2 separate regions of the Hordeum vulgare genome follow, and region 2 is linked to region 1. Evidence: chromatin contacts called from public Hi-C data. All regions are on one chromosome and are shown on one strand. The core of a region is the stretch at or near the end of the contact, and the rest is flanking DNA. Distances in the headings are between cores, read along the strand shown. Region 1 has its middle 200 kb from the start of LOC123404397. Region 2 has its middle 74 kb from the start of LOC123405944.

Region 1 (4,375 bases), core at 1,284-3,783:
ATTGATATGAAAATACGTTATTTCTTCATCGAGGGTAATGAATAGTCGATCCCCCTATATATATATGAAAAATACATCCTACCACTTTGGGGTAGTTAACCAACATGTTCCATGTACTACCATGCGGGAGTATATATACTAATTTATCATTTTAACTATGTTCATTACTATACATAAGATTTTTTTAAGTGACTTAAATGAAAAAAATTAGAAGTTGACCCATAGTTCTTATTATATTTATGAAAACGTATATATTTGTATGTAAAAAAGAGCTTACACAAAATATGATATATACTACCAAAAATAGTATATATACTACTTAAACATTAATATATATTACATACTACGCATACATACTCTCTCATTTGACAAATAGTACATATAACATACAAAACGCAAGTGGAGATAACTACCATCGGTGAAGTGCATCATTTATTACAACGTATGATCCAGAATTTATAAAGTATAACAATCTGCATAGCACTTAGCTAGCTTCATTCTATCAAACTGCGAAAAAGTAATAGAATAATAACGATGAGTCCCATCATAGCCCACTGTCGATGCTGAGTGAAGACTCGAGACCCTAAGGGTACCTTACTCCTCGTCTGAATATCCTGCAACATAATACGTTGCAACCATATAGGTGAATGCATTAAATGTATTGGCAAGTTACACTGGAAGAATAATAAAGCAAACCTACATGTACATGCATAGAATAACAAAGGAAGGCTTGATGGTTATTTTGCAGAAAAGCTAATTTTATCCTCATAACTACCTAATAGTCAAGTTTTGATTTGTTTGCTACAATGAACTCACATATGGTTGAATTGGCACCTCAAACTCCAACCTATTACCGTTATTAAGTTTTCCACCAAATTTTATTAAGTGCCAAGATCATCCAACAACTGTAATGGCGTAGCAGCTTAAAACTGTCCATAACCGTGGACACGGCTAATCAAGATTAGTTTTTATACTCTACAGAGGTTTGCACACTTTACCGACTAGACCCAACCCTAAAATTGAGACGAAGTCTTTCAGAAGCAGTCACCTCCACCCAACGGCAGCCGGTACACCTACACATATCTACATCTGCTAGCTTTGCCCAGACGAGGTTTTCACAACCTACTCAACTAAGCCAGAGCCTATATAGCTAGAGATCACGCACGGAAGCTACTAGTCACTAAGTCTGTCTGATCTTTTTGAACCTGGGCGGCATTCCACTTACATTCAGAGGGTCGAAACCATGATGTTCTTGAAGCCACCCAACAATACCACATCCGCACAGAGGTGAATTATATCCTTAATTACCACTCAATTTATTTTGTAATAATCCTCACATAATCTCAATGAATACAGGAACCAACTCCGTCTACAAAGCATAGCAAAACTACAAATACCACGGTCTTCTTTGCCGAGGGGATAACTCAATAGCATAGCACAATAATTATATTCCTATACATGCATAAATTTTGTAGGGTGATATAATACTACATGCATAGAAAATATTGTGTGAATGATGCTCAACATGTAACTTGCCTTGATTCTGGTTTAAAAAGTTACACTACTCACAATAGTTTGCATCGCACTCCACGCAATCTACACGTTTCAAACAATCACAACAAATCAATCACCACATTCACATAACACCAAATAAAACCAACAATGAGAAACCAATTTTTAAAATAACAACAAAAGTAGCATAGCAGGTACGAAACTTCTACATGCTGATACAATCACTATACAAAAAGAAACAACTAATTTGGACGAATGATTTGGAAGTTATGGTCTCAGGTAGGTTTAAACTAAATCTGGTCCAACTTAAATTTTAAACATCGCTAACGTGAAAACTATTGGTCCTATCATATTGTACTTGTTATTCTGAGTTCATAGGAAAAATAATTCCTAAATCGGGCAAACCAGCTAATAGTTAAACATGTTTTAAAATTTGAGCGAGAATCTGCCTAAAAATAAACACATCAAAACCGGAGCCTGTAGCGGCAAGTGTCGCGCTGGGATTGGCCGAATTGGATCCTGCTCATGTGCTCACCACGAGCAACAGGGAAGGGACGATGGCGACTGTCTCAGACATGGGCTTCTTCAGTGGTTCTCCGGAGACGGAAAGGGTTAGGCGGCGGGGCTCCTCCAGCGGCTCTCCGGGCGGCGGTGGTGGATCCTGTGCGGCCGGCGGCGGATCCTCTGTGACAGCTCCGGCGAGTTCCAACGGAAGCTCCATGGTAAGGGAGACTTTGATTTATTTTTTGTGCCAAAAATCGGTGAACTAGGACATGGGGATTTCTTATAGGGTGATTCTGCAGTCGATGGGGAAATAGATTGATCAAATCAATCGAGTCCGGATCGGGAACGATCTCCACGAAGAACACAGCACAACGGGGAAGATGACATGTGGGGTCGGCTCGTCAGCGATACAGAAAAATGAAGAGAGGAAAAAAACAAAACGCCAGGGTCTGGGGCGCTCGGTGCGCTGGGCCGCTCGGTCGGCCCCAGCTGCGCTGGGCCCGCACTTGCTAGTCGCGGCCGAGTCCCCTCCTGGGCCACTGTGCAGCCCGTCTGCGCAGTACGGGAGAGTATCCATTTTTTTAAACTACTACAGAAAAATACATGCCTGTATATTTCTGGCTAAAAAATACCAGAAATATTCTAAAAAAATATAACACCTAGTAAAATATATATGCAACTAATATATTCTACACGAACACTAGTTCCAAACATAATGCGAATTTAAAAATAAATTTTATGCAATAGGCCACACCACGAGCATTGAAAAACTCAACTAAAAATAAATTAAAGTTTATAAAATTTGCAAAACTATATCAGGTGACTCCAAATAATATTCTAGACATTATGAACTTTTTATTTGACTGAGGAGAAGTCATGTTATCTCCACTCAAATAAATTTCCATGAGTCGCATAATGAGTAAAATTCTTAAAAGAACAATAATGCATAGAAAAATATGAGATGCATATGAATGATCTATTAACATCCTGATTTAAGAAAATTGGGATGCTACAAACATACCCCCTTAAGATGAATCTTGCCCTCGAGATTCGGGTTGGCTAGCAAATAGGTGTGGGGTGATCCTGCTTGAGATCCTCATCTTGTTCCCAAGTAGGCTATTCTTGTGTATGATGATCCCACTGAACCTTGCATAAACTGAGTGTTTTGGTGCGAATAACTCTCTCTGCTGTTTCCAGAATCTTAACAGGCTTCGCCTCATATGTCAAGTCAGTCTCCAACTAAATTGCCTCAAGTGGTACTGTATCTCTCAAAGGAACGTGTGCCATCTCTGCATGACACTTCTTCAGCTGGGATACATGAAACACATTATGAACTCCTGACAAAGCTTCTGGAAACTCCAGCTGACAAGCTACCTCTCCTCTATGCTCCAAGATCATGTAAGGCCCCACAAAGTGTGGTGCTAACTTACCTTTGATTCCAAACCTCTTAATTACACGAAGGGGTGAAACTCTAAGATACGCACGGTCTCCTACCTCATATGTCACCTCCTTACGCTTTGCATCCGCATAACTCTAATGTCTGTACTGTGCTATCTTTAGCCTGTCATGAACCAACCTGACTTTCTCCTCAGCATCTCTAATCAAGTGTGGTTCAAAGAACTGGGGCTCTCCAACGTCATCCCACATCAATGGTGTTCTGCAGTACTGCCATACACAAACTCAAATGGTGCCATCTGCAAACTAGCTTGATAACTGTTATGATATGAGAACTCTGCTTATGGTAAATTATCATTGCAACTAGACCCGTAGTTTAAAGCACAAGCTCTCAGCATATCCTCCAAAATCTTAATCACCCGCTTTGTCTGCCCATCTGTGTGTGGATGGAAAGCTGTACTGAACTCCAGTCTAGTGCCCAACGACTCATGCAATTGACGCCAAAATTTAGAGGTGAACTGAGTACCTCTATCAGACACTACCTTCCTTGGAACTCCATGCATACAAATAATTCTGGCCATATAAATCTTTGCTAGCTTAGCACTGGTATAAGTAGTCTTTACCGGGATGAAGTGAGCAACTTTAGTCAAACTATTAACAACTACCCAAATAGAATCATAACCTGATCGAGTCCTGGGTAACCCTGTGATGAAATCCATACCAATCTCATCCCACTTCCAATCACGTATAGGCAATGGTTGTAACAAATCTGCTGGTTTCTGATGCTCTGCTTTAACTCTCTGGCACACATCACATACTGCAATATACCCAACAATTTCCCTCTTCAGGCTAGGCCACCAAAATATCTCCCTCAAATCCAAATACATCTTAGTATTACCTGGGTGAATAGAATAAGGTGAATCATGATCCTCCTAGAGAATCAACTTTCTAATCTCCGCATCCT
Region 2 (4,375 bases), core at 1,218-3,717, 670 kb after region 1:
CGGTACCTTTTAATATGCAGTTCAGGCGAGCTTTAGTGAAAGCACCCTGGGATGCATGGTTGCATCTGGTCAGAAGACTTATGCGGGTGCAGTTATCTGATCAGTCACATAGTATTAGCTGAATTTTAGCTATGAATGATGTATTCTTAGTAAAGTTCATGTATACAGATTTGATAAACACGGGACCCTTATCCAGATCATTACATATTTAGATTATCAAAGTGCCGCTCAGGATTAAAAAATTTATGTGGTTTCTACACAAAGGTGTGGTATTAACCAAAGGTAATTTAATTAAACGTAGTTGGAGAGGTACATCTAATTGTTGCTATTGTGAGCAAAATGAAATAATAAGACACCTTTTTCTAGACTGTCCTCTTGCAAAACTATTATGATGCATCGTTCATATAGTTTTTAATGTTATGCCACCTACATGTATTAGCTCGATATTTACAACGGGGCTCAATGGAGTGGACGTTAAAATATCAAAACTTATTAGAATTGAGATATGCGCTCTATTTTGGGCTATATGGAATACCAGAAATGACATGGTTTGATCTTTAATGGCAAGAACTTTAATAACTTTTTGCAGGTTATCTTCAGAGCGACTTCTTGAATCCGTACGTGGTCGTTACTCAGACATGCGGACTCGAGAGAGCTTATGAATACTGGTGCAACCGATGAGAGATGGTCGGACTGGTTATCTTCAACCGATTTGAATGGCGTATTAATAATATGCTAGGTGTATATGCATCGTAGTCTCTCTTAGTTACGCCGGATGTGGCAGTTTTTTCTTCGTATCACTTTTTGTTTTCATTTTCATTTCGAGCTTCAAAACTTTATGAACCTAAGATGTTATTTTAAACAATTATAAATAATATGGATGCATGCATCGATTGATGCAAAGGCCAGGAGCTCGCTTCCTCCTTCTAAAAAAATGTCTCACTATGTTTTCAAAAATAGCTAGTTATTGAAGATAAGCCTAAGAGATGATTCATTGTAGCTATATTTTTTATCATATCTAAATTAGATGCAAGATTTAAAATAAAACTATCATATCAACCATTGTATCTCTCCCTAATAATAAAGCACCGTGTGCTTCTGTCGACCGTCGTGGTTGTTTTGCACAAACCCCCCTAAAGTTTTCCGAAATCAGCCCGCAGTCCCGATTTAAGTGAATAACCAATCGTTTTTGTATTGTTTACAAATAACCCCCTGTGAGTTCCCGAAATCAACCCGCAGTACATAATTAGCTGAGAGAACGAAACGTTTTTTGGAGTTTTTGTAAAAAGCTCCTTCAGTTTTCACAAAATAAACCCGCAGTACATACTTGAGTAAAAAAAACAATCGTTTTCCGTATGTTTTCGAAAACACCCCTACAGTTTTCAATTAATTAATCTGTAGTTTCATTATAAGTGCAAAATACTTTAAAAATCATATCTTTTAAACGATAACTCCAATTTTACATTATTATATATGAAATTTTATTAGAAAAATATGTAGAATCTGAATATAATGTTAGTTTATCTATTTAATTTTTTAAAATTATGTTTATAATATAATTTTAATTCAATAGTGATGCGCACAACTAATATAATGTTATTTTATCTATTTAACAATTTTAAAAATATATTTATGCTGTAATTTTAATCAGTAGCGTATAATCCATTTTTTCATAACGAGGCCGGTCCATGTTGTTAATTAATCCGCGGTTCAATTATAATTAACAAATACTTTAAAAAATTATATCTTTTAAACTGTAACTCTAATTTTAAATTATTACATATGCACTTTCATTCAAAAAATGTGTTGAATCGAAATATAATGTTTCTTACCTATTTAATTTTAAATTTCTATTTATAATGTAATTTGAATATATAGTGATGCATACAATCTAAATATGATGTTATTTTACTTATTTAACAATTTTTAAATTTTATTTATGCAGTAAGTTTAAATAAAAATCTTAAATCATGATTATTAGGTTATAGCATGTTTGTACGGTTTGCTCCGTTATAACGCACGGGCTCTTTTGCTAGTATACTCTAATACTTCTTCAAGACTCTTTTATTTCTGAAACATCCGAGAATTGACACATGTTGACAGAGAAAACAAGAACACTTCACTTCTAATCGTACCATATAACGGTAGACTTGGTATAGCAACATAGGGGCGATCCGCGGTTATGTTTACCAGGTCCGGTCGAACACCCCGCAGCGGTTCCCCAGACCCAGAGTCAGATCCATGTGAACATGGGATCTCTACCAAAAGCAATTGGTGCACTTAAAGATACACTGAACAGTTGATCATCGCTTGCGGTTATACCGTACGGTTTGATTACTTTGCCCATTTGGGAGGTATGTGTTTATACGCGAAAGCAGAAGAACAAAAAATGGATTATACAAAAGGTTTATTTGCCCTCTGTCTCTTTCATTGTAGACGACAGAGCTCGTCACCCTGTGGATTGGACCCAGTCAAAAAGTCAATGTCGTGGTGGTAGGCCCGTCTAGTTTCGGCCATGCAACTCACTCTTGTATATATAAAGCTCGATGTTTGCTAAAAAAAAAAGATAAAGCTCGATGGTGTTGTTTATGGGATCTTTTATTCGGCTAACAGCATCTACAACCGAACCCCTTAAATTCAACCCATCAAATACCCGTGAACGCATTGTTTATGCACACTGATCGATTACGTCTTAAATAATGCATTCTATATTCGGCCATCTTAAATTTCATATTTTAAATCCATCCAAGCATGCAACTACTACGTTGATGCATTGTATACATCGTGTGGCTACTCCATCACTACTAATATGCCATCGAATTATCAAAATTTGGCATGTTTGGCTATGACGGAGATCATACACGTCTGCCTTTGTCCTTCCTGACGTCCTTGTCGTCCTTCTTGTGAAAGTACCGGTCGTAGACGTAGTACGGATCAGGGCGGATCTTCTCGTTGCTGAAGCTATCCTCGCCGCCGCTCACCTCCTTCTCCTCCGTCGGTGGCAGCCCGCCCATTTCACGGACCGCCTGATTCTGCTCACAGGAGAGGGCGCGCATGTTTCGTTGTTGTCGTTTTTTTCAAAATGCAGGTGTGGATGACTTCCCCCTCTACGAGCGCCCGCTTCGATGCATCAGTCGCCTCCGTCTCCGTCATTTCCTTCGTGAGATAAGCCTCGACGATCCTTATCCTCTCTTTCCCACGGCGGCAACCTGTTCCCAATGGGATCTCATCCGAGAGGAAGCGAGCACGTATGGGCCTACCCAATAGCGTGTCCTCGTCTTGTTTCTTAGTCAGTCATTCGCTGATGTGTTCCTTTTTTATTTGTTTGGTTTTCTTATTATTTTTCCGGTCTTCATTTTTTGGGCATTTTTTTATTTTCGTTTTTATTTGGTTTCTCTTTTATTTGTTCCATAGTTTTCATTGTATTTTTCTTTTCTTTTTTGTTTTGTCTTTCTTTCTTGGTTTTCAACAGTTTTCTGTTTTTCCTACTTCCATTGTCGGTTTTGACTCTGTTCCTTTTTTATGCATTTATTTGTTTGGTTTTATTTTCTCTTTCTTTTTTTATTTTTCAGTTTTCATGGTTTATTGTTTTATTTTCATTTTATTCTAAATTTTTTTGAATACATCAATAACTTTTTCAAATAAATATTTAACATTTCTTAAAGCACAAGTTTCACATTTATAAAACATGTTCACCCATTTTTCTATACACATTGTTAACATTTTTTAAATGCTTGATTATTCTTTTTAAATGCAAAATTAATATATATTTTTAATACATGGTCAATATTTTTACTATACACATCTTAACATTTTTAAATGCTTGATTAACATTTTCTAAATACAAGAATAATATTTTTTAAATATATGATCAGCATTTTTATATGCATATTTAACATATTTCTAACGCTTGATATCATTTTTGAAATACTTGTTTAATTTTTTTCAAATGCTTTACGAACATTTTCTAAATGCAGGATCAACTTTTTCCACACACATTATGTATTTTTATATAGACTAGTAAATGTGCCCGTGTGTTGTTATGGGTTGAACATTAACATGTCGACTGCTGAGATTGATCTAACAATAATTAGATTATGCAAAGTGCAGTCAACATGGACTTTAATCACTCGTCGGGTGTTTGAACCAGATCTTACAATTTCCGCAGCACCACACTTTCCGTTTATGAAAGGAGATAATGTGATCAAGTAAAGATTATTTTCACTGAATAAACAAGATTGTTGACACCGATTAAACAATATTTCTTTCATATAATCATATAAAGATGGCATAGCCCATTTACTATAAATAATGGATATTTCTTGAGTCATGGCTCATTGCTCAGTAAGACAAATCAACCAAGCAGTCTACTTAA

Evidence for each region. A called contact is a pair of places that touch in the nucleus more often than the background predicts.
Region 2: a contact with region 1 is called in a Hi-C map of leaf, with 5 times the contacts expected there. The contact joins two enhancer-like sites. A contact is called at or near these places in 4 of 6 Hi-C or Micro-C datasets (leaf and seedling) and 1 of 1 datasets of contacts at active chromatin or transcription factors (embryo).

The regions. Positions count from the first base shown.
Region 1 is chr6H:203,246,403-203,250,777 of MorexV3_pseudomolecules_assembly, forward strand. No RefSeq gene overlaps it. Among protein-coding and RNA genes, the nearest start is that of LOC123404397, 200 kb to the right of the region's middle. Within about 2 kb of position 2,534, at least 3 of the 3 cell types and tissues checked have open chromatin away from gene starts, as enhancers often do. A contact at or near this core is called in leaf, where this site is marked.
Region 2 is chr6H:203,917,979-203,922,353 of MorexV3_pseudomolecules_assembly, forward strand. No RefSeq gene overlaps it. Among protein-coding and RNA genes, the nearest start is that of LOC123405944, 74 kb to the left of the region's middle. Within about 2 kb of position 2,468, at least 1 of the 3 cell types and tissues checked has open chromatin away from gene starts, as enhancers often do. A contact at or near this core is called in leaf, where this site is marked.